Linked DNA regions of Mus musculus: regions 1, 2, 3, 5, 6 and 7 are each linked to region 4. The links are chromatin contacts, called in public Hi-C, HiChIP or PLAC-seq, Micro-C and promoter capture Hi-C maps. All regions are on one chromosome and are shown on one strand. Each heading gives the region's core, a stretch centred on a gene start, on an enhancer-like site or on the middle of the called end of the contact. The rest is flanking DNA. Distances are from core to core; before and after follow the strand shown. Region 1 holds the start of Tmem250-ps (transmembrane protein 250, pseudogene). Region 2 holds the start of Adamtsl2 (ADAMTS-like 2). Region 3 holds the start of Qsox2 (quiescin Q6 sulfhydryl oxidase 2). Region 4 holds the start of Agpat2 (1-acylglycerol-3-phosphate O-acyltransferase 2 (lysophosphatidic acid acyltransferase, beta)). Region 5 has its middle 6.8 kb from the start of Gm13398. Region 6 holds the start of Lhx3 (LIM homeobox protein 3). Region 7 has its middle 10 kb from the start of Gm35745.

What was found. Promoter capture Hi-C pulls out the DNA fragments that hold promoters and counts their contacts. Hi-C and Micro-C count contacts between places; a contact is called where the count stands out from the background. HiChIP or PLAC-seq counts read pairs in DNA pulled down with a chosen protein or histone mark. Capture Hi-C pulls out chosen DNA fragments and counts their contacts.
Region 1: a contact with region 4 is called in a Micro-C map of embryonic stem cells, with 1.9 times the contacts expected there. The contact joins the promoter of Tmem250-ps here to the promoter of Agpat2 in region 4. A contact is called at or near these places in 3 of 39 promoter capture datasets (hippocampal neurons, pre-B cells and stem cell-derived epiblast-like cells), 1 of 15 datasets of contacts at CTCF or cohesin (large pre-B cells), 1 of 484 Hi-C or Micro-C datasets (embryonic stem cells), 2 of 115 datasets of contacts at active chromatin or transcription factors (memory CD8 T cells and pancreatic cancer cells) and 2 of 9 other capture datasets (adipose tissue and liver).
Region 2: a contact with region 4 is called in a FOXA1 HiChIP or PLAC-seq map of pancreatic cancer cells. The contact joins the promoter of Adamtsl2 here to the promoter of Agpat2 in region 4. A contact is called at or near these places in 2 of 39 promoter capture datasets (the 3T3-L1 cell line and pre-B cells), 2 of 115 datasets of contacts at active chromatin or transcription factors (memory CD8 T cells and pancreatic cancer cells) and 1 of 9 other capture datasets (liver).
Region 3: a contact with region 4 is called in a promoter capture Hi-C map of neural stem cells. The contact joins the promoter of Qsox2 here to the promoter of Agpat2 in region 4. A contact is called at or near these places in 1 of 39 promoter capture datasets (neural stem cells), 5 of 115 datasets of contacts at active chromatin or transcription factors (the SCID.adh cell line, bone marrow-derived macrophages, embryonic stem cells and 2 more) and 2 of 9 other capture datasets (adipose tissue and liver).
Region 5: a contact with region 4 is called in a Hi-C map of liver, with 3 times the contacts expected there. The contact joins the enhancer-like site here to the promoter of Agpat2 in region 4. A contact is called at or near these places in 5 of 39 promoter capture datasets (the C10 cell line, cranial neural crest, embryonic stem cells and 1 more), 9 of 484 Hi-C or Micro-C datasets (B cells, CD4 T cells, CD8 T cells and 4 more), 2 of 115 datasets of contacts at active chromatin or transcription factors (embryonic stem cells and stem cell-derived neural progenitor cells) and 3 of 9 other capture datasets (adipose tissue, embryonic stem cells and pancreatic islet).
Region 6: a promoter capture Hi-C map of adipose tissue shows a contact between it and region 4. The contact joins the promoter of Lhx3 here to the promoter of Agpat2 in region 4. A contact is called at or near these places in 2 of 39 promoter capture datasets (hippocampal neurons and neural stem cells) and 3 of 9 other capture datasets (adipose tissue, liver and pancreatic islet).
Region 7: a contact with region 4 is called in a FOXA1 HiChIP or PLAC-seq map of pancreatic cancer cells. The contact joins the enhancer-like site here to the promoter of Agpat2 in region 4. A contact is called at or near these places in 1 of 39 promoter capture datasets (the 3T3-L1 cell line), 1 of 484 Hi-C or Micro-C datasets (bone marrow-derived macrophages), 2 of 115 datasets of contacts at active chromatin or transcription factors (embryonic stem cells and pancreatic cancer cells) and 1 of 9 other capture datasets (liver).

Annotation. Positions count from the first base shown.
Region 1 is chr2:26,139,056-26,141,859 of GRCm38.p6, forward strand. Tmem250-ps (transmembrane protein 250, pseudogene) reads right to left here and starts at 1,451. Exons shown (of 2, transcript NM_001256521.1): 1 at 1,084-1,451.
Region 2 is chr2:27,077,809-27,080,877 of GRCm38.p6, forward strand. It overlaps Adamtsl2 (ADAMTS-like 2), which reads left to right and starts at 1,571. Exons shown (of 19, transcript NM_029981.2): 1 at 1,571-1,765.
Region 3 is chr2:26,236,015-26,238,864 of GRCm38.p6, forward strand. It overlaps Qsox2 (quiescin Q6 sulfhydryl oxidase 2), which reads right to left and starts at 1,385. Exons shown (of 12, transcript NM_001302956.1): 1 at 1,029-1,385. The coding sequence starts at 1,338.
Region 4 is chr2:26,602,713-26,605,700 of GRCm38.p6, forward strand. It overlaps Agpat2 (1-acylglycerol-3-phosphate O-acyltransferase 2 (lysophosphatidic acid acyltransferase, beta)), which reads right to left and starts at 1,705. Exons shown (of 6, transcript NM_026212.2): 1 at 1,317-1,705. The coding sequence starts at 1,498.
Region 5 is chr2:27,042,069-27,044,930 of GRCm38.p6, forward strand. No RefSeq gene overlaps it. Among named protein-coding and RNA genes, the nearest start is that of Gm13398, 6.8 kb to the left of the region's middle. Within about 2 kb of position 1,598, at least 28 of the 459 cell types and tissues checked have an H3K27ac peak or open chromatin away from gene starts, as enhancers often do. A contact at or near this core is called in adipose tissue and liver, where this site is marked.
Region 6 is chr2:26,204,983-26,207,832 of GRCm38.p6, forward strand. Lhx3 (LIM homeobox protein 3) reads right to left here and starts at 1,593. Exons shown (of 6, transcript NM_001039653.2): 1 at 1,363-1,593. The coding sequence starts at 1,456.
Region 7 is chr2:26,187,356-26,190,236 of GRCm38.p6, forward strand. No RefSeq gene overlaps it. Among named protein-coding and RNA genes, the nearest start is that of Gm35745, 10 kb to the left of the region's middle. Within about 2 kb of position 1,341, at least 49 of the 459 cell types and tissues checked have an H3K27ac peak or open chromatin away from gene starts, as enhancers often do. A contact at or near this core is called in pancreatic cancer cells, where this site is marked.

The DNA.
Region 1 (2,804 bases), core at 201-2,700, 460 kb before region 4:
TGCTGGGAGAGGAAAGCAACAGTAACTATGCCCCTCAGCAGCCGCCGGCCGGGAGAGGGTCCCTAGGACTGCCAGGGATAAAACGGGGACAGTAGTGCTCTAGCTAAGCTCACTCTTTAGTTTCTTGAAGACCCACACACCCGGCTACTGGTTGCCCAGTACTCCCCATTACTTCCATAGTGACTTATAACAGTCCCCTTCAAGGACACTCCATGCAGAGTCACAAGAGGACTGGGATGAAGGGGGTGTCCACATAGCAAGCCCCTAAGGTTACTTGCTGGGCCTGAACTTTGGCATTATTTTGGCAGGTTACCATCTCACCTCCCACTGATCTTGCTCCGTAAATTGAGGCACCAAGACCTCTTCCCTGGGGCTGCCTGTACACAACAAAAGCATTACTGGCTTATCTAGGCTGGACATAGTGTCAGAGTTCTCCAAACTGGGACACAGAGAGGAGAAATGGCGTGTGGTTCCTTGTTTCACCAAGCAATTGTCATTCGCAGCAGCCTATGTTAATTTGCATATGGGGGAAAAAAAACACTAAATTTCAAACTATGGGACACTAGAGACCAAAAGTTGGTAACAGGACAGGGCAACATCGCCAACAGGCTTTTGCGACTTCCACTCCAACGGCTTCTGTCACCGCCGTAGGTCCTGAGCAAATGGCCGCCAGCGCAGCTGCGGCCGAGGCGCAGTGGGAGGAAACCTGTCCCGAGCCGGGGAGGCTTAGCTATGTTTTACCCAGCTAGACAGGGCAATGGCCTCATTCAGGCGTGTCACTGGACACCGCACAGGAGGGGGATGCGGTCTGCAGCAGGTGTACTCGGGTGGAGGTGCATGCCATGGCGCGGCCCGGCGCGGGGCACGCGTCTCTGAGCACGGGACCCTAGAGCAGGACATCCAGCTCTCCAAGGCCCGCTAACTCGGCGCGTGGAGATACGACCCTCACTAGCCATAGGCTACGCGCGACCCCGGCCCTCAGCCCGCGTTTTCTGCGGGCGCCACTTCCGGTGTCGGGGCGCCGTTGCCGTGGAGACGGCCCTTAGGTCCGTGGCCGGTCCCCGCCCGTCCTCGGCGGCTCACCCGGTGCCCTCTCCGTGGCGGTGCCGGTGTCCGGAACCATGCGGCGGGCCGACGGTGCTGGGGACCGGGCCTGCGGCTGAGCTTGTGCCCCGGGGGTGCGACGCCAAGGCGGGCACATGCCGCCGAGGACGGGGTCGCTTCGCGCGGCCCTTCAGTTGCCCCCGGCTGGCTCTGGCCCGGAGGGGAGGGCGCTCCCGGGCCGGGCCCGAGGCGTTTGTCCCAGCGTGGGAGCCGTAGTGTTGTCCCTCGGCGGCCACCGTAGCACGGTCTTCACGCCCCCTCCGCCCGCGACGACACGGTGAAGCCTCGCAGCGCCCACCGCGGGCCCGCGCGGAGCATCCAGGAATTCCTCATTATCCGAGGACGCGCACTAGCGTGCGCGCGCCGTGAGCCGACCGTGACGTCATTGGCCCGCGGCCTCAGCCGGAGCGTGAGTTTAGCTCTCCCGCGCAGGCGCAGATGGGAGAACTAAGGGCGAGGAGGCTGGTCCTCTCCGTGTCAGTGCGCGTGCGCGAGTGTGGGAGGGGCTTTCTCGCTGTGGTGTGAGCTTGTCTCCTTTCTGGTGGTGCGGTGGAGTTTTTCCTGTGTCCCAACGCGCGCCGCTGGCACCCAGAGAGCAGTGACGGTTGCAGATGAAGCGATCTCGTGCTTTAGGGGTACTCGCTGTAGAGCACAAGGATCCTGGAAGCGCCAAAAGAAAGAGTTAAGCTGGTGTGTCACCGGTCTAAATGACCTTGCCAGGTTCCTGCAAGCAGGTGTGGTAGGTTTCAGTTAAAAGTTGATGTGTGCGTTTGTTGCTAGGATGTGGAGAGAAGGTTGGGTCAGGCCATCATCCCATGACGGACCGGAAAGTAGCCTTACAGGGTTATCCTACATTGACCCTCCTGCTTACCCAGGCGTCAAATGCAGGCTCCCAGGGAAGAGAAACAGACCCTTTGCAGGAAAGGGGAACCTAGGGCTGGCTGCAAGGCACCTTTGCACTTCACAGGGAACACTTGGAGGCCCCAGCCCACGCAAGACCAAGAGCAGCTACAGGCAGTGGCATGTGCACATCCTGCCAGTACAGCCCACAAATGAATGAATAGATGTAAAAATAAGTGAATGTGCCATATGTCATTATACTCTCTTTTAATCACAGCACTCCAGAGGCAGGCGGATCTCTGTAAGTTCTATGCCAGCCAGGTCTTCTTGGTGAGAGTATGTCAAACACATCTTGGGTCAGTGAGATGGCTTGTGGGTAAAGGCACTTGCCACCAAATTAACAATCCTTGGTACCCACATAACAAAGGTGAAAATTGATGCCCTCCTGTTGCCCTCTGACTTACACACACACACACACACACACACACACACACACACACCATGCACACAGAAGTAATGCTTACAATAAGTCTAAGTCAACTGGAGCCCCTGGACTATGTGACCCTGTCTCGAAACAATAAGAAGCATTTCCTCCCCTGGCCTGAGTTTCTGTCACCCTGGAGTGATGATCTTCTGTTTTCTTGATCGTCCCCTCCTTTAGCTCCCCCCTTGGTTCTGTCCCTACTAGAGATGTCCAGTTTCTCTACTTTTTCTGTCCCTCTGTCCCTTTCCACTTGTTCAGCCCTGTTGCTCCTGTAAGAGCCCTCAGAGTCCTCTACACCTCTGACTTTGAGGCTCTCTCCCTCTGAGGTTGGGCAGGTAGCTGCTGCTGACAGCTCTTGGCCTCTAATGTTGGACCA
Region 2 (3,069 bases), core at 321-2,820, 470 kb after region 4:
GGAGCATGTGGAAGCCAGAAGTGCCAGGAGATCTTGGGTCGGCTCCAGGGTGTACAGGGTCTGGTAGTCAGCCAGGGTGGAGGAGAAGTGGCAGAGGCTTCCAGAATAAGGGAGATCTGATCTGGGTCTGCCAGTGAGATCCTGTGCACATGTACATGCATGTGTGTGTGTGTGCTGTGTGTCAGGTTGTAGAATGTCTGTGCTTCTTCTTATTGGCCCCAGGGGGGCAGTGTGAGCCTGGATAAGGGTCATGGGAGGTCAGGGTGACAGAGAACAGAAGCTGAATACCTTAAGGTCAGTCACTACTGAACACCGGCAGAGTGAGAGCTGACCCTCTGCCCCCTGTCGCAGTCTAAGCTGGGAGAGCCAGCCAGCATCTTTGAAGAACCAGGCAGAAGGAGAGGGTGTGTGGCAGAGCAGCGCCGCAACCTGTATCTGTCACAACTTTGACTGGTGGCTTTAGCAGACCACTCCACTTCCCAGCCTCAGTTTCTCCTCGGTAAAGTACAGATGATGAAGATGCTTGTCACCTGACTCAAGCCTCACAGAGAGGCTGGGTGCTGATTGGTTTTTGCTGGTTGCTTTGTTCTTGGCTGCGGTCTGGTGGTCAGACACAAGACTTCCCCCAGGGTATCACTCTTAGCAGCCCAAAGAGGCAGCTGAAGAAGCTTATCATCTAGCACAGAGGGAGGGACAAGAGGGAGGGACAGAGAAAAGGAGAGGACTTCCAGTCCCCACTACAGGGACAGAGGCATGGATGAAATGGCTCAGCCAGCTTGTGGGATGTTGTTTCAGAATCACTTAGCATTTGAAGGTGCCTGTTTTCCAGGACGGGGTGCTTCAGAGAGCAGGAAATGTCAGAGCAGACATCTCATCATCCAAAGTCCTCTTGGATTCATAAGACTTCAGCTCTAGCTCAGCAGGGACAGAGCTCTTGAGTCCTGCTTGCTTGCCAATAGCTGCCCAGCTGCTGTGGGGTCCAGCCAAGCTGGTACCAAACATCTGCAGAATACCCCGTGCCGACGATCTTCCTAGACATCTGGTCGATAGGCTGTAGCCACCTCTTCCTCTCCCTGGAGCCATTGGTTGGTTGATCTCTGGATGTATCTCAGTTCCTCCGTTGTTCAGGTCTGTTTTCCAAGGACGGAGGGTGGCCTGCACCCGTGCAATGTCTGGACCTCTGTGTCTTCCCTGTGAACAGGAGCCGAAAGCCTGGACATCACATGGTTTCCAGCCTTCTCTGGAAGCTGAAGTTAGATGGGTGGGTCAAGGGGGCTCCGCTCCACCACTGCCAACCTCCCTCCACATGACCTCAGGCTAATTGATCCATTAGGGTCAGTCACTCTGGACCTAGGCAAGCCAGTCTCAGGCTCACTCACTGATCCTGGACTGTGGCAGCAGCAGCCAGCAGGCAGCTGGACAGCCTGGCCATACTCCAGAGGAGCAGAGCGGGTTAAAGTGTGCGCCCGGCCAGCCGCCAGCAGGCTGGGCGGGGGAGCAGCGGTGGGAAGTGTGAGTTCCTCCCCGTCTGCCTGACAGCTATAAAGGCAGCTGCGGCCACAGAGCAGCCACTGGGCTGAGAGCCCCTCCTGGGAACCCCCTCCCTTGAATGCTCTTTGAAGTGGGAGAGGGAGGCAGCTGGGGAAGCAGGACCAGAGACAGGCAGAGCCCGCACATCTCTGCACTCACCTTCCTGCACCGTGCACCTGGCAGTAGCTCTCACCCTTTTCTCTAAAAGGAGGACAACCTGCTGACCCTGGGTGAGGTAGGCCACTACATACTTGTCCCTGCTCATACTGTGGTCTTTGGGAGGTGTGAGATGTAGCTTATCCCAGACCAGCCAAGCTGTTCAGAATGGGGGCCGGGGGATGTCCCAGCCCCTGGTGAGGGTATTCAACCACAGAGAAAGGGGGGAACAACCTATGCCACACAGTGGCAGGGTGGTCCTGAGGCAACAACCTTGGTACTAGCAGTTGCTGTCTGGTCTGCAAAGCCATGCTGTGGTGGGCCTGTTGAAGGTTTTGGACCCTAGGGAGAGATGGATCCTGTTTGAGCTGGACTTGGCTGGAATCCAGCAGTGTCTGGGAGCCTTAATGAAAACCAAGTGTGAGGCTGACTGGGCACCTGTCTTTGGCAGCAGCAGGGACTGGGGAGCCATGGAGGCTAATGGGACTGTGTGAGATGGGGACTCTGTGCTGGAGTGAAAATAGGGACTCAGATGGAGACCTTCAGTGTCGGGGGTGGGTGGACGTAAGGGTGATGCTGACCAAGCTCCTGGACACCTGCAGGAGAAGGAGGGAGGGAGGGAGAAAAAAAGGGAGAGGGAGAAGGACAGAAGGACAGTAGGACAGTAGGACAGTTGGTATCAGGGCTTCGAGGGTGCTGACCATTTCCAGACTTTCTTCCCCTGGAATTGCTGGGTGCGACTGAGTCCCTAAGTTTGCTCTGTGGTGTGTGTGTGTGTGTGTGGTGGGGGAGGGGGCAGTAGGCTACCTTGTTGTGTGGCTTTGGGCAAGCTGCCTCTTTTTTCTGAAGCCCATTGTCTAACTCACCAGCAGATGACACCCACCTGGGACAAGCTACATTAGCTTCCTTTCTAGGACAGGGTTTAAATTGAGGTGCGCAGCAGCCATTCTGAGAGTTGGAGCAGCAAGGCTGGAAGCTCTCTTGATTTGATTCACCGTAACCCTTGGTGGGTGTTTGGGTTTGAGGGGCTGTTTTGTTGGAAGGGAATCAGGAGCCAGGTGCAGGCTGTACCTCCTTCTGCCCCTCCTCCATATCTCTGTTCTCTCAAGAGAGAAGGGCCCTGAGACAAAGTTTGGAGCTAAGACGAAAGGATGGAGACTTACCATCCAGAGACTACCCCACCCGGGGATCCATCCCATAATCAGCCACCAAACCCAGACAATATTGCATATGCCAGCAAAATTTTGCTGAAGGGACCCTGTTATAGCTGTCTTGTATGAGGCTATGCCAGTGCCTGGCAAATACAGAAGTGGATGCTCACAGTCATCTATAGGATGGAACACAGGGCCCCTAATGGAGAAGCTAGAGAAAGTACCCAAGGAG
Region 3 (2,850 bases), core at 135-2,634, 370 kb before region 4:
AAGAGGCAAACAAAGAAAACCCCACACACTGCTCTTTCAGTCTGGAGTGTCATTCCCAGCTCCCTCCACCTCTGATTCCAGCTGCAGGGAATCCAAAACCTCTGCCTTCCAAGGGAAACTGCACTCACCTGCACACACCCACGCCCATGTAATTCAAAACAAATTAAGTATTAAGAAGAAAGAAAAAGAAAACTTACGACCCAAGAGAACAATGTCATTAGATTCTACATAAGGACCAAAGCAGAGGTCAATGGATTCAAGGCCAGCCTGGACAACGTCATGAAACTGTCTCAAAAAAATAAAAAAATATAAGTCAAAGTGCCCCAACAATGAGGAAAGAGAGGGTAAACATTTTAAAATAGTCATCTGCAATTGCGTACTTGGAAAAAGGGCTTCTTTGCAAATCTGTTTAAGAAGAACACAGCAGTGTTCAACATCAGACCTAAAACCAAAGGTGCAGGAAAAAGAGTAACAATTTGTTGTCTTGCCCTGAGAGATCTGTAATTAGAGGTTAGTTCAACAGTTGTAAGCCAGTGAAGCCAAATGTAAGCCAGTGCTGGGAAGGCCACTTAAATTCCATTTACAGGAGCTGCTCCAAGGGGTCTGAGTTCTACAAAGGTGAGTAACTAAACATATATGGGAAGATTTCCTGAAAGCTATGGCTAGTGACCCAGAAGCCCAGCAAGAAGACGCTTTGTAAACTTTCTGCTGTTGCAGAGCAGTCCCCAGAGTGGGTATCTAAGTTTCTCAGCCCAATGCCCACCATATGGTCGGCTACCTAGCAAACGAGGCTGAGGTTTGACAGGAATGGGGACCTTCCTGAGTGGAGAGGGTAGCCTCTGAAATGCAATTGCTGGGTATGGGGAAAGTCAAACTGATCGGGTAGTGGCTAGGATAAGTGGTTGGGGACATGTTGAAGTCGGTGTTCTGAGCTGGCGACCTCAGGAAAGCCATCGGCCCCATCTGTGGGGCTTCGCCCACGTAGCTGTTGCGTCGGAGGAACGTCCACCGGCGCGCGGGGCCCTCACCTCGCACGTCCGCCGCCAGCGCTCGCCAGGTGGGTGCGTAGCCGATGCAGTGGCCGCACCACGACGAGTGGAACTGCACCAGCCACGCGGCTGAGCTGTTGCCCGTGGCCGACCGCACGCTGCCGCTGTCCAGCAACCACACGGCGTCTGAGCCCTCGCGGTAGAGCCGCGCCCCGCCGCCCTCCCGGGGCCCCACTGCCGCCACCACCGCCAGCAGGAAGAGCAGCCGCGGCAGCCGCGCGGCTCGAAGAGACGGTGGCTGCCGCGCATAAGCTCCTGGATCCCGCGCCACAGCCCGGGCGGCAGCCATGTTGGGAGTGCCGCCGGCGCGTTGACCTTTCACCCTGGCAACCGGCGTCACGTGCTTGCGCGCGCCGGTCCCGCCCTAGGCACTAGCCCCGCCCCCGAATCCGCTAATCTTCCCAGGCACTACTCTTCGTTCTCGCCCCGCCCTCGTAATTTGACCCCCCTCCCCAGCACTGGTCATTCCAGGTCCCGCACAGCTCGCTTTTTTGCTCCGCCCCCGAACATTGTTCCCGCCCCAGAATGTAGGCCCCGCCTCATTCCTTAAGTCTGCTCCGCCCCTGTGCTCCTGGCCCCGCCCCTGCCTCTGGTCATTGGCCCTATCCCAATTAAAAAAAACTCTTAAAAATCTTAAAACCCGCAAGCAATTTTCACCTAGTGAAAGTCCTGGGCCTAAGTAGCCAGATTTAGCAAGGGGAAATAGCCCGTGCCATGTTGAATGTTGAGTAAACACCAGGCCAAGATTTTCAGTCTGAAATGCAGATTTAATAGGACAAAAACAGATCGAAAAAATATTTGCTATATGCCTGTATTTCTTATGTAGCATGAATCCTAGATTTTACATGCAACCTATGATTTTACCTGTCAACTTCAAACATCCACGATGATCCCTTGACCTTTTTATAACCCACATGATACAGTAGAACCACCTGGTAAAGTTGGCTGGCTTCCTGCTAAGATGGTAGAAAGGAGAGGTAGACCTGACTCTTCTTTTTTAGACAGGGTTCTAAGGCTGGCATGGAGTTCACTATGTGCCTGAATCTGTCCTCCTGCCTCCCTGGACTGGGATTACACATGTGCACCACCATGTCTGGCTTCTCCAATCACTCAGTCTACTTTCCTATGCTAATGTTCTGCTTTCTCCAAACACTAGAGAGAATATGTAATCTCTTCTACTTCCTGTTTGTCTACCTGATCTCTCACTGTACGGTTTTTCCTACTTCACTCCCTGTCAACTGGTCTCTTGTTCTTCCTCTTGACCTATTTAATATTGTTTACAATAAACCAGGCGTGGTGGCGCATACCTTTAATCCCACCACTTGGGAGGCAGAGGCAGGCAGATTTCTGAGTTCGAGGCCAGCCTGGTCTACAGAGTGAGTTCCAGGACATCCAGGGCTATACAGAGAAACCCTGTCTTGAAAAGCCTATCTATATCTATATCTATATCTATATCTATATCTATATCTATATCTAATCTATACTGTTTACAATAAACAGAAAGCTCATGGATTAAAGGTGTGTGCTAAGGGCTGAGCCACACCACAACTAGAAACCGGTTTTATTCTCAGTAAATAACACAGTCTTGGGGTTTACATTGTGATCAAATATCCTGCAACAGGGAGACATGGTTGGGAGACAAATACAGAGAAGCTATTTGATTTTTAATGGTCACCAGAGGATGAATAAGCAGGACAAGGGACCAGAGAGACTGGTAGGGAAACTGCCTGGGGGTAGGGTGGGGGGAGGCAGTCATGAGAGTAGGACTGGCTTCTTCTTCTTCTTCTTCTTCTTCTTCTTC
Region 4 (2,988 bases), core at 455-2,954:
TCCAAACTCTCCCAGTCCGCAAACCTTTCTGTCAAATTGCTTTTCTGAACCTCAGTCCCATCTGTTGCCCAGGCAGAGTAGCATCTGCAACCCAAGCTTGGCTGGCCTAGGCCAGGGAGGCACGAGATGGGGATGAGTCCATATGTGGACTGAGCAAGCCTCCACCTCCTAGCTAGTCAATCCCTTTCTTTTCCACTCACCCCTCTCTACGGTCATCCCTGGAGGATGTCATGCTTGCAATACTCCAAGGGCCCTGCTGTTCCTATCTCAACTCATCGCCTTATGAGGATTTAAGACAGGAACCCTAAGACAGGGTGGGGAGGTGGGGAGCAGGCCTCCCCACCCTGTTCTATGCACCGTGAAAAGTGCATAGCTAGGGCACCCTTGTCTTCTGTGCAAGGGTCTCCTCTGCATGTCTGCTCCCTGGGACACTGGATAGTCACTATAAGCACCTGAGAAATGAGGGCTGGGACCCACAAAATATGGCTGGTCAGGACAGCATCCTAACCCCAAAGACGACCAGATACAGCCGAGAGTCAGGAAACCATCATTCACAGTCCTTGTAACTACCGCGGGGGAGGAGGGGCTTCAGGGGCACAAGGTCCGAAACACCCAGGCAAGGCCAAGGCCAGGACATTGCAAAACCCACCCTCTCAGCAGTCCAAATGGGGCAGAAAGAAATGTAGCAACAGTCTCCTGGGAGTGTGGACAGGGAGAAAGGACTAGAGGCTTTTTCTCTCGGGCAGCCCCCATTGCAGGACAACCTAGCCTGATCTCCATACCTGTACCTTTTGCTTGTCCACTAAGCTTCCCTGCTCTGGGAGATGGGCAGAGGAGGATTCTGGCCACAGCCTCCTTCCTTTATTGCTAGCAAGCCAGGTCCAAAGACAGTTCGGCCCCCACCCCCCAGAAGAGGAAGTTAATGACAAGGAGAACCTGTGGCTACAACCTGGGCACAGGTGTCTTCTAACCGGCAGAGAGGTGGAAGCACGGACCGGAAGCCTGGCTAGGCTTCGGTTTCCCTGCTGGTGAAAGTGGGATTGGGCCTGTCCCACCTTCGCTCGGCCCCCTCCCTCTCCCAAAGCTAGCGGCGCGCGCAAACCCGACACTCCACGCTGCGCGCAGGGGGCGCCGCAGGGCCGAGCCCTACAAGCGGCGCACATCGTGACACGCGCCCCTGGGACGGGAAGCCGCGTCGTCGGAGGCTCCGGACCGTGGGGACGGCGGGGCGGGCGGGGCAGGAAGGAAAGAACGCGAGGAGCTCAGAAGTTAGGAAAGCGGAAGCGCGCGCCCATCCCGGCGTCCGGCCCCCTTGCCTCATGTTATCCACGGTGCGGCCGCCGTGGCGCAGCAGGCAGACGATCGAGGCCGCGGCGGAGAAGGACAGGCAGAGCACGCAGTAGAGACCGACCTTGGCGTAGAACCTGGCTGTGCGGCTCAGCTGCACAAGCAGCAACAGCAGCAGCAGCGCCGCCGTCAGCCATGGCCACGGGTCCATGGCGGCCGCACCCCAGCCCCGACGGCGCCGCCGCCCTCCACCCGCCGCCCGCGCCCCTTTTGAGGAGCGCCGAGGGTAGAGGGCGGGCCAGGCTGGAAGCCCAGAGCTAGGTGCGGCCGTCCCGCCCTGTTCCCGCCCCTCCGGGCCTGGCCCTGCCGGGGGGCATCGCGCCCCGCTCCGCCCCGCCGCGTCCTGGACGCGGACCCCGCCTCCCTCGGCCCTTCGGGTGTCACCCTCTCCGCCCCGCCCCTCCCTGCCACCCTGCCCCTTGCGGCAGGACATTGAGGTTCCCTCACTCGTCCCGCGGCTCCCATCTCTGAGCTGCCGGGTGGCCTGGGCTCTGGCGTTGCCTCCCACGCCCCTGCACCGGGGCTTGCGGCCACAAGTCCCCAGCCTGGCACCGCAGCTCCCTAAGGGTGTGCAACCGACCTAAGACGTGCCCATTATGCCAGTCTTGTCACCACACAAAGGACCATTGACCGGCTACTGAGTGACCAATGGTTACCTGACTAGGCCACCTGGCTGGTGGCCTGGGCCCTTTAGGTTCCCTTGAGCAGGGAGACTGAAGCCCTATTCCCATGATGCAACGAGCTGGGGGAGGCAGAAGGAGTAGTGAGAGTTTTGGAGTGGGGGTGTCTCTGGGGTAATGTGGCACCGGGGACCTTCTGATGCCCGGCCAGCAGTGTGGATCAGGCGATTGTGTTCCCATGCGCACTGTGTTCTAACCGCCAGCCTGTAGTTGGTGCTCACTGGGACACTTGTAGTAAGAAGCCTTGGGCTTGCAGGCCAGCCATATACATCCTTCCTGATCATGTTCTCAGAGCAGATGTCAGTGACAAAATGCATCTAGCTTCTTTTTTGGTGAGGTTGGTCTGCACCTAGGTGTGGAACTCAGCGATGGCTGTAGATATTAATGTGCCCACAGGCTCCCCTATATCCAGGCATTCTGAGAGAATCTCTGGTTTTCTCAGATCCGGAGAGATGATAATTTTAATATCTACCTATATAACTGTGCTTAGCTTTTTTTTTTTTTTTTAGACTTATTTTATGTATGCGAGTACACTGTAGCTATAGGTTGTGAGCCTTCATGTGGTTGTTGGGAATTGAATTTTTAGGACCCCTGCTCGCTCCGGTTAGCCCACTCAACTCTGGTCAACTCTGCTCCCTCAATCCCTGCTTGTACACCAGAAGACGGTGTCAGATCTCATTACCGGTGGTTGTGAGCCACCATGTGGTTATTGGGGCTTGAACTCAGGACCTTCGGAAAAGCAGTCAATGCTCTTACCGGCTGAGCCATTTCGCCAGCCCTGTGCTTAGCTTTTAAAGCAGGGCCAAAGCTGTGCCAGGGTGGGTAAGGAACCACCAGGAGTCACTCCAGCTTCAGGCTTCTGTGCTCATGAGGTTGCAGGCAGGGTGAGCTGCAGGGTTTCAGCTTCTCTGGTAGAAGACCCAGATATGCTTGGAGAGAAGGGGGGGGGGGAGAGGGGTGC
Region 5 (2,862 bases), core at 348-2,847, 440 kb after region 4:
ACCCACCTCCTTGTGGCTAACACCCTCCCCAGGGTGCCGCCAGCTCTGTGGCCACTACGTAGCCACGGCTGCTTTTCTTGCTCAAGAATGACATTACGTTTTTTGGATAGCTGGGTACTTCTGGCCAGAAGTGGGCTAAGCCACAGTGCCACTGCTCTGCCCTGTCCCTCCCTTGAGTATTCACCAGTCTCCTGCCGTCCTGACCAGCCAACGTCAGGGTCAGGTCAAGACCCTGCCTGCTCCTTGTTCAGACTGAGCCCAGTTGGAGCCCCTGGGGCCGCAGGTGGCCTGGCACACTTCCTTTGAGTTATTTTTGGCTGGAGCTGGCCTGTGGACTCCTAGCCAAAAGCAATTAATAAATTTTCATCTTGTTTTGCTGACAGTTTAGATGATGCCCCAAAAAGTTCTGTCGGGAGGCCTGAGGGCACCTCAGGGGAGCAGAGGTGGACACACTACCTCCCCAGGGAGGGAGTGTGTGTGGTTGGAGAGGCAGAGGTGGTCAAGGCTGTCTGTTTATGACTGTGATGTGACCTTTCTGCCCCTATTGTCCTTTGTCCTGTACCAGCAGGGGACATTGCCTCCCACCTACAGCAAAGGACCCTGGGGTGCCCAGGATTTGGCCGCAGTCCTGGAAACTGTTTCGCAAGGGAGGCCAGGGTTTGCTCTGGGAGTGAAGGCTCTGTTTTTTGCCTCTGGGTAGGATTGGCCTTACAGAGGGTGAACCAGGTAGATGCTGGAAAGCTCCAGAACCCAGCTGGGATGGGCTTGAGGCCTTCTTCCTTACCCTGTATCCAGGCAGGATCTGCCCCTGCAGCTGTCCTCTTACCAGCAAACTGAGATGAGAAACAGACTCCAAATGCCCTCACTGCTGGAAGCTGCTGGGGGTGGAGGTGGTGGTTGGAGTGACTCTCGTGGTCTAAGAGCAGCACATCCTAGCCCTAGCCGGCTAGCAGTGGTTACGGTTCATACAGTGCTGAGCCCTTTTGCATTTGGTCTCATGGGTGCACTCCACACTGGCGCCCCTTTCCACCTGATTTCCTCACGTTCTGTCTCCTCTCTCCAGTCATAGACCTCACTGTAAGCAGAATTGAAAGCTGGGGATCCAGCCTCCACAGTGAGACATAGCCTAGCTCTTCATCCACCAGGGCAACAGCCTGCACACACAGCTGACTGGCACTTTCCCTTCAGCCAGTTTCCCAGGGTGCTGTTTGAGTGGTGCCAATTGGACATAGTATCCTAGCATTAAAGATGGGCTGACTACACTAATGCATCATATCATGGGGATTCTCCCATGGAGATGCTGTCTTGGCTATCTGTCTCTGTCTCTCTGTCTCTGTCTCTCTGTCTCTCTCTCTCATTGTTTTTGTTTGTTTGTTTGTTTGGTTGGTTTTTTTTTTGAGTCCCCTTCATCTAGATATAGACTGAAACAAAAATCACAGTCTACTTTGTACTGTCAAGGAAGGACCTTGCCCATTAAGGAGATCCTAGTGTCCAGGGGCTGGTGAATTGTGTGCACGTATACTCAGTACTGGGGCCTGTACTCCTATGACCTGTGCAATGCAGGGCCCTATAGGAGTTGTGGCCAGCAGGGGGCACTTCTGTGCTGGGCCTGGAGCTCTGCTGCTGGCTGATCACAGAGGCTGCTGAGATACTGCTGTTCCCAGACTGAGCAGCACTGAGCATCCAGGCAGGGGCGGCCAGCACTTCTGCTCATCTCTCTTTTTACCCTCTTTTCTCTAGTTAGTAGTATAGGTCCCTCTTTGTGCTGCTCCTCCCAGCTCGACTCTCATCCCTCCTGTTTAAAAGTCTAGACACCATATCTACGTTAACCCCCCCCCCCCAGGCCCTAGGGACCGGGCTGCAGATTGGCTATGTGGAATGGCCGGCAGCTCAGCAGTACTCTGGCTTGAGAATCCATCCTGGTTGCATTTGGATGGTGGGGCTCATGTGAAGGACCCCTCTCTCCCTAGATCTAAGTGTGGCAAGCCTCACACACTTTCCCGGCTAACTAATACTCCAGAACATGCAGGTTCTCAGAGAAAGGCTAGTCCCGATACCAAATGGCCCTTCAGAAGTGCAGAGGGCACTCTCTTGGATACCTAGGGTCCTTAGCCCCAGGATCCAGTGCTCCATCTAATCTGTATGAAGTGCCACGTGCTTCTGTTTGCTCACTGGTGCTCAGGACTGGCATCTGCAAGAGTTCTCCTCCTCCACTTCACCCCCAAAGCTGGCTGGCCTGGTGTAGACTTGACCTGGAACCAGCTCCTGGCCTCTGGGAAGCCCAGCTGTAGCTGCCTTGGCCTTCCCCCCAGCAGGAGCTGAAACCCTTGACTTCTCCAGTCTCTGGCTGGCGAGCAGCAGCCAGGCCTCCGGGAAGGATTCCTGGGGTGCGGTGTTGGTGGCTGGCTGCAGTACAGGGCATGGATCCCTGCAAGGCAGGCTCTCTCCTGGGAACTCTTGTCTGTCTGTCTGTCTGTCTGTCTGTCTGTCTGTCTTGCTCCAGCTGATTGGGTGGTCTGGGAGGGGACAGATGTGAAGCAAGCATGTGTGCAAGCATGTGTAGCTGGTGTCTGGTAGGTACTCATGGGAAACCACACCTCAGGGACACCGTGTGTTTAGGGACCATGCTGGAACAGGACACTGGTGTATCCCTGGAGGGACAAAGGATGTTAGAACCTGCTGTCAAGGCTCTAGTCACTTTTTATTGACCTTGGACACAGCACCCAACTTTCCTGCCCTTTAGAAGCCTCTGCTGTAGAATCGGGTGGCAGCCCAACCCACCAGGAAGGGCCATCTCAGAAGTTAGATGGACTGTTTCCTGCAGTGGATTGGGAACCACAGTGGCCAAAGAGCCAGGCATGA
Region 6 (2,850 bases), core at 343-2,842, 400 kb before region 4:
AGGAGATGCATGTGCAGCACCCAGGGCCCACTCACTTCATACCCACACAAGTGTCTTTACATCTCTAGCTGCAAACAACTAGCTTCAGGCTGGCCTCCACTGGTGGGAGGAATTAGAAAAGGACTGCCCCACCTCCCTCCAGCACTGGGCACAAGCCTGCGATGGATGCTGTCCCACCCTGAGCAAAACCACATCTCCAAGTGTGGACGTGGAGATCGACTGTAGCTGTACCAGAGCACCACCAGAGCCGTCGTAAGGCCACAAGGATACCCAGAAGAGAGTGAGGTGGCTAGACAGGCCAAACACTGCAAATTCAGCACCCAGGCACGGACAGCGCCTCGGCCAAGAAGCCCACAGCAGGGACACGGGGACACCCGCTTCCTACAAAAGCCGTCGCCACCGTCAAGCCTCCCAGTGAAGCCACCCTCGATCTCCTCTTGCTTACGTGGCATGGTGAACTCCAGTCTCAGTACAGTTTCCTACACAGAGTTGGAGGGCCCAGTGGAGCCTCGGGAGCCAACAGTGCTCTAGCAAGCCTCACAGAACTCTCTCTGGAGCCTAGCTTACCAAGCTTTCCTCCCTCCCTTTCTCATCCCCCCTCCCATCTCTTCCTCCCAGCTCCTGCGGGTAACCCATCCCATAAACCATTGGAAAATAAATAAATAAATAAATAAATAAATAAATAAGCAAGTAGGCCATATCCGATACCCCCAGTCTGCATAGAATCCTTTTCCCACTTGCTTCGACAGACCTTCTGCCAGCCTAACTTCCTCTTTTCCTATCCTGTTATACTCTCAGCTTGAAAACGGAGAGCGCTTTTATTCCCCAGAACCAAAGCCCTGCAAAAAGACTGGTACGATCAAGAAACTGGGGGCCCGGACAAGTTCCACTTTTCCCTGTAATCGCGTCTTGACCACCAGCCTAGTGGTAAACTGCCGGTGCAGACACTAAGACTCGACTCAGGGGAGATGAGTTCAGCATGACCCAGACCTGATCTCGCTGAAAATGGGGGGAAAGGAACTGAGTGAAGGCAGTTCCTAAGGAGAAACTCCTGCTCCCTGATTCCTGAGTCCTGAAACATCTTCACATGCTCCCTCCAGCTCAGGGGCCTCAGCCAGCTCAGAGCTGCAAAAGGTCTCCTAAACCGTTCCTGGATCACCAAGGGCTCCCAAAGCCAGGACAACACAGCACCAGGAGGGCCACACACTTTGGAGGTTTGAGATGCCTTTGCTTAGCCATGTCAGAGCCCCTCAGACACACCCTTGTCCAGATACCTTGGCTTCTGCTGGCCTCCGCACAAGGGCCAGAAAAAGCCGAGGACATCTGGGCCTGTTCAGTGCAGCCTCTCCGTCGGGCACCCACCTCGGCGCAGGTCAGCCCTTCGCGCCAACAACGCCAGCAGCAGGTCTCCGCCCGCGGATTCCCGGGACGGGTCCAGCTCCCCGCGAGCTTCCATGGGGCCAGGTGCCTGGTGCTGCCGCCCTCCGACCCTGAACTTCCCCTGGGTCTGGCGAGGCCACCGTTGCAGGGACTCCGAGCTGGCGTCGGAGCGACTCGTGTCGCTGCTGGGCGCTGTGCCCACGGGAGGCCTCTGGGCGCCAAGCCTCGGGCCCGCGGAGGGCGGAGCGGTGGGGGGCGGGGCCGCGGGGCGGGGCTGGGCCGGGGGTCGCAGAGACGCTCCCGGGGCCACTGGAGGCCACTGGAGACTGTGCACCTTTCAGCCGGAACCGAGGTGCCTAGAAGCCGTCTGGCTTGCACTTCCCGAGGACGGAGACAGCGCAGTAACCACTCAAGGCTTCCTACAGATGCTCGCCCCTGCCCCAAGCAAGTTCGCTAAGCCTCCCGGAAGGCTGAGGTCCCGAGGGAAGCGGCAGGGAGGGAACTGCGTTCTCTTTGCTCACGTTTAGACTCTGAACCGGAGCTGGACAGCATTGAGACCACACCTGGTCAGCAGAAGGGCAACCTGATAGCCATCGCGAGGGAACGTGGTGGCAAAGAAGCCACAGTAGAGCTACGAGGAGCTCGATTTGAAGGTCCCCCAACTCTGACACTCTGGACCCCACCACTAGAAGTGCCTCCTGGAGCCAGTACAGCGAGAAGGAACGATTCTTAGGACCTCAGATCCGGTGTCCTCTGCGGGAACACACCAAGACTCTAGGCCAGAAAAGGGTTGAGCTGCGGAAGCCCTGAGATCTACCCTTACTTCCCCACCCCAATTCCTTAGAACAATCCCTGCACCTGGATTTCCACATCTCATCCCCATTCGAACAGGTGAGCCCACCAGAACCCATCATCCTATCCTTGCATGAGCCCTCACTGAGGGCTCCTACTACCCAGCCAGGAGACAGCGCCAGACCTATGCAGTTCCTGGTAGGAACTAGAATCCAGCAGGGTATAGTGCCCTGGTAACAATTAGGGACACCCTAGAAGTGTTTGCAGAATCAGCAGGTTGCTGCCACCCTCCTGGTTCCTCTTCTTGTCCTGTTCTGCCTCCATCCCTAGGACTGTGACCGATCAGACCCCAGAATGGGAAGGATGAATGAAAGAACGCAAGATTCTCCACTTGGTCCCAGCACAGCTGCTGCCTCGGAAAGAGCCCTGTGCCTGCAGCCGTCCCTTCATGTTGCTCTGTACTTGTTATTCCGAGGTCAGGGAACACTAGCTTGGAGTGAAATGGGTGCTGGGTGAGCTGAGATGTGAGCCATTGAGTGTCAGCTGCTGCAGAGGGCAGTGGGGCGGGGGCCATGTATGGCTAGACTAGGGAAGGGGCGGCTCCACACTGTTGGGCATCTGGCTTGCCGCCAACAATGCCTCCATTATTTCCCAACGTCCGTGGCAGTGAAATGGCCC
Region 7 (2,881 bases), core at 91-2,590, 420 kb before region 4:
CTTAGAGCTGACTGTACTTGAAGCTTAGTGACAGCTCCCTGGGTGGCCACCTTTTCCTTTCACAGATGGAGAACAGAGATGACTAGAGTATTGCAGGAAGCTTTGGAGAGTGGAGCTTCCTGACCCATACCGTCCGCGCTGGGCAAGCGGCAGCTTACCTCATCTCTGGGATGGAGTTTGGAATTTTTAGATCAAGAGATAAAATGTCCCCTGGTGGTGAAGGTTTAAAGGGAATCACAGACCTGCCTAGGGGTCCATTGGTGTAGAGGACCCAGTTCTGTACAGGAACTGAATACTTCTGCACCCGCCCTTACCCCCCAGCCTACTTCCTCAGAGTAAACTGTTCACATCCAGGAGAGCACTAGCAGGGTGGACAGCACAGACTGGGCCCTGTGCCTGCTTCCCAGCCACTTGCTTTGGACAAATACAGTGACCTGTGTTGAGCCTGGAGCGCCAACCTTTTCATCGAGAAAGATTTAATTTATTGGGAGCGCAAAGCCACAAATCACGGACATGGAGATTTATCGCCTCCAGGGGCAGAACGGACCATGGAGAGGATGCAGTCTCCCCAGCTCGACCCACTCCTTTAATAAAGTTGAAAATGTAAAATATGCCTGCTCCATCCCATGCAGTGCTGTGGGCAGTGAGCAGGGTTTATGGAAGGAAGTACAGGACAGAGCCCTCATCTCATTACAGGAGAGCCACAGCCAGTGGCTCGAAGGCCACTGCCCAAGCGCTTGTGATTAAAGTGCTCGGGCAGCTTAGAAAGCCCAGTACTGCATAGGGGTGGGGAGGCACTGTTCCCACACCTCAGGGTGGGGGAGCCTGGGGCTGCAGCAAAGCTAAGACAGCCGCTGATCACCTATAAACAGTGCCAGGAAAGAAGTGACATTCCCAGGCCAGGAACCTGCAGCAGGTGGCATTTGGAGGACCGGGGATAAAACTGCACTGTGGGTTTCTATGTTGTTGCAAGGTGTGGGTTATGAGGTGTATTTTGTCCCTTACAGTCCCGGGACCCATTTATTGTTCAGGACACTCTTCCCATACTCTTGTTCTGTCCTTGCCCTGCTGTCCTGGGTGCCTGCAGGTCACATAGTGGAGCCATTCCTAATCACCAGCGCAGGACTGGGCCAAGGAAGCTATTGGTGCTGATGGAGAAAGAGAAAGCCGGGAGAGGGGAGCTGAGGTCTCTGTGTGCGGCTGAGGGGTCCACTTCCCAAGGGTGCATGCAGGCTTCCCCTGCCGGGCATTCCAACTGGCGTGGGTCCTGGGGAGTGTCCAGTACCTGCAGGACCAGGGACAAGTTAGGCAGGCACTGAGTGGCCTTTTCTCTAGTTGGAGCTGAGCCAAGGGTGGGGCTACTGCCTCCAACCCAGGCTTGATCTTCCACAGTGTTTGTGGTTTTGCTATGAGGTGTGAGCATTTCTACTTCCCCTTTAGTTCTCAGTGCTTTGGACAGAAGACCGGATGTAAACAGGCTGGGCCTAGAAGTTTGGGAAAGTTTGTAAGTAATGAAGACAGAGAGAATAGACTGTCCTGGTGAGCCTCCTGGTCCAAGCCTGGCGGGTGTGTGTAGGTAAACCTGGCTGGGTGGAAATGTTGAATATGAAGGTGTGTGTGTGTGCGCGTTCGTGCGGGCGTGCATGTGTGCATGTGTGCGTGTGTGTGGTGTGTGTGTGTGTGTGTGTGTGTGTGTGTGTGTGTGTGAGGAGTAACCAGAGTGGGCCCTGGATGAAGCCTAGAGATTGCTTGCAGGGCAGACAGCTGCTATGTCTCTCCCATACTATGGAGTCAGAGTTTGAGGACCTAGTTCTCCCAGTTTTCCTGAGGAGTCCCAGACCTGGAGGGACACTTCTGCCCATTTCTACCACTGTCTGTGACTCCCCTCATCCTTTAGGTCTTGCCAGAACCCTGACAACCATTCTTTGGAGAATTGCTGTTCTAGAGCTTCATGCAGGCTCTCTAACAGGTGACTTCAAAGGAGCAGGTTAGAGTCTGAGTTAGCCCCTCAGGAAATTTCAGAGTCAGATGCTGGGCCTATAGTCCTCAATGCTCAGGCCACCAGGCACAGAAGGATGGGCAGTCAAACCTCTTCAACCACATGCAGGAAAATGGACTCTCAATGGTAAGGACTGTATTCAAAGACACAAAGAAGTTGAGGGTCCAAAGAGGGCCTTGACTAACCTCTAACAGAGAGACGACTCTTGAAGGGACACCCTGGGCTGACATTCCAGGTGCAGCCCTTTCCCACTCCCCCTCTGCAGGCTGTCAGTCAGGCCTGCTGCTTCTCCCTTGGTGGATGCTGCTCCCTTCTGTGGCACCATCCCTGACAGTACACTCTTTCAGTGGCCTTCAAAACAGTGTCTGGTTCCAGAGCCCAGAAGCCTTTCCTAGAAGTTTGTCTGATAGATAGCATTGAGGTGTCCCTCTGACCAGGCGGCACGAGGCCCCTAAGGAGCAGCATGGTGGATGGTCAGAGCTGGAGGAGTTCCGGCAGAAAAGGGGAGCATGCCTGTGTGCACATGACTGTGTATATGATGTCTCTTAGTGTGCTCCTGCGTGTGTGAGCATGCACTTGGGTGCACACCCAGCATGCGCACATGTCTATATCTAGAGCATGCATGTGCCGTGCATGCATGTATCTCTGTGCATTCGTGTAACTGGGCGTTCTATAGCCATGTGCACACACAGGATGGACAACATCTTGAGTGGGTATGTGTGTGTGAGGAGCTCTGCAAGTCGGCTCACCCTCCAGGCTCTGCTGTGCCAAGCATACTGGGGTTGGAGTTCTGAGCTCCTAGGAAGGAGAAACCTGCTGCCCACAGCCTAGCACTTTGAGCCTGCTGTGACCTCATGTCAAGCTACACAGGCCTTAGCAGAG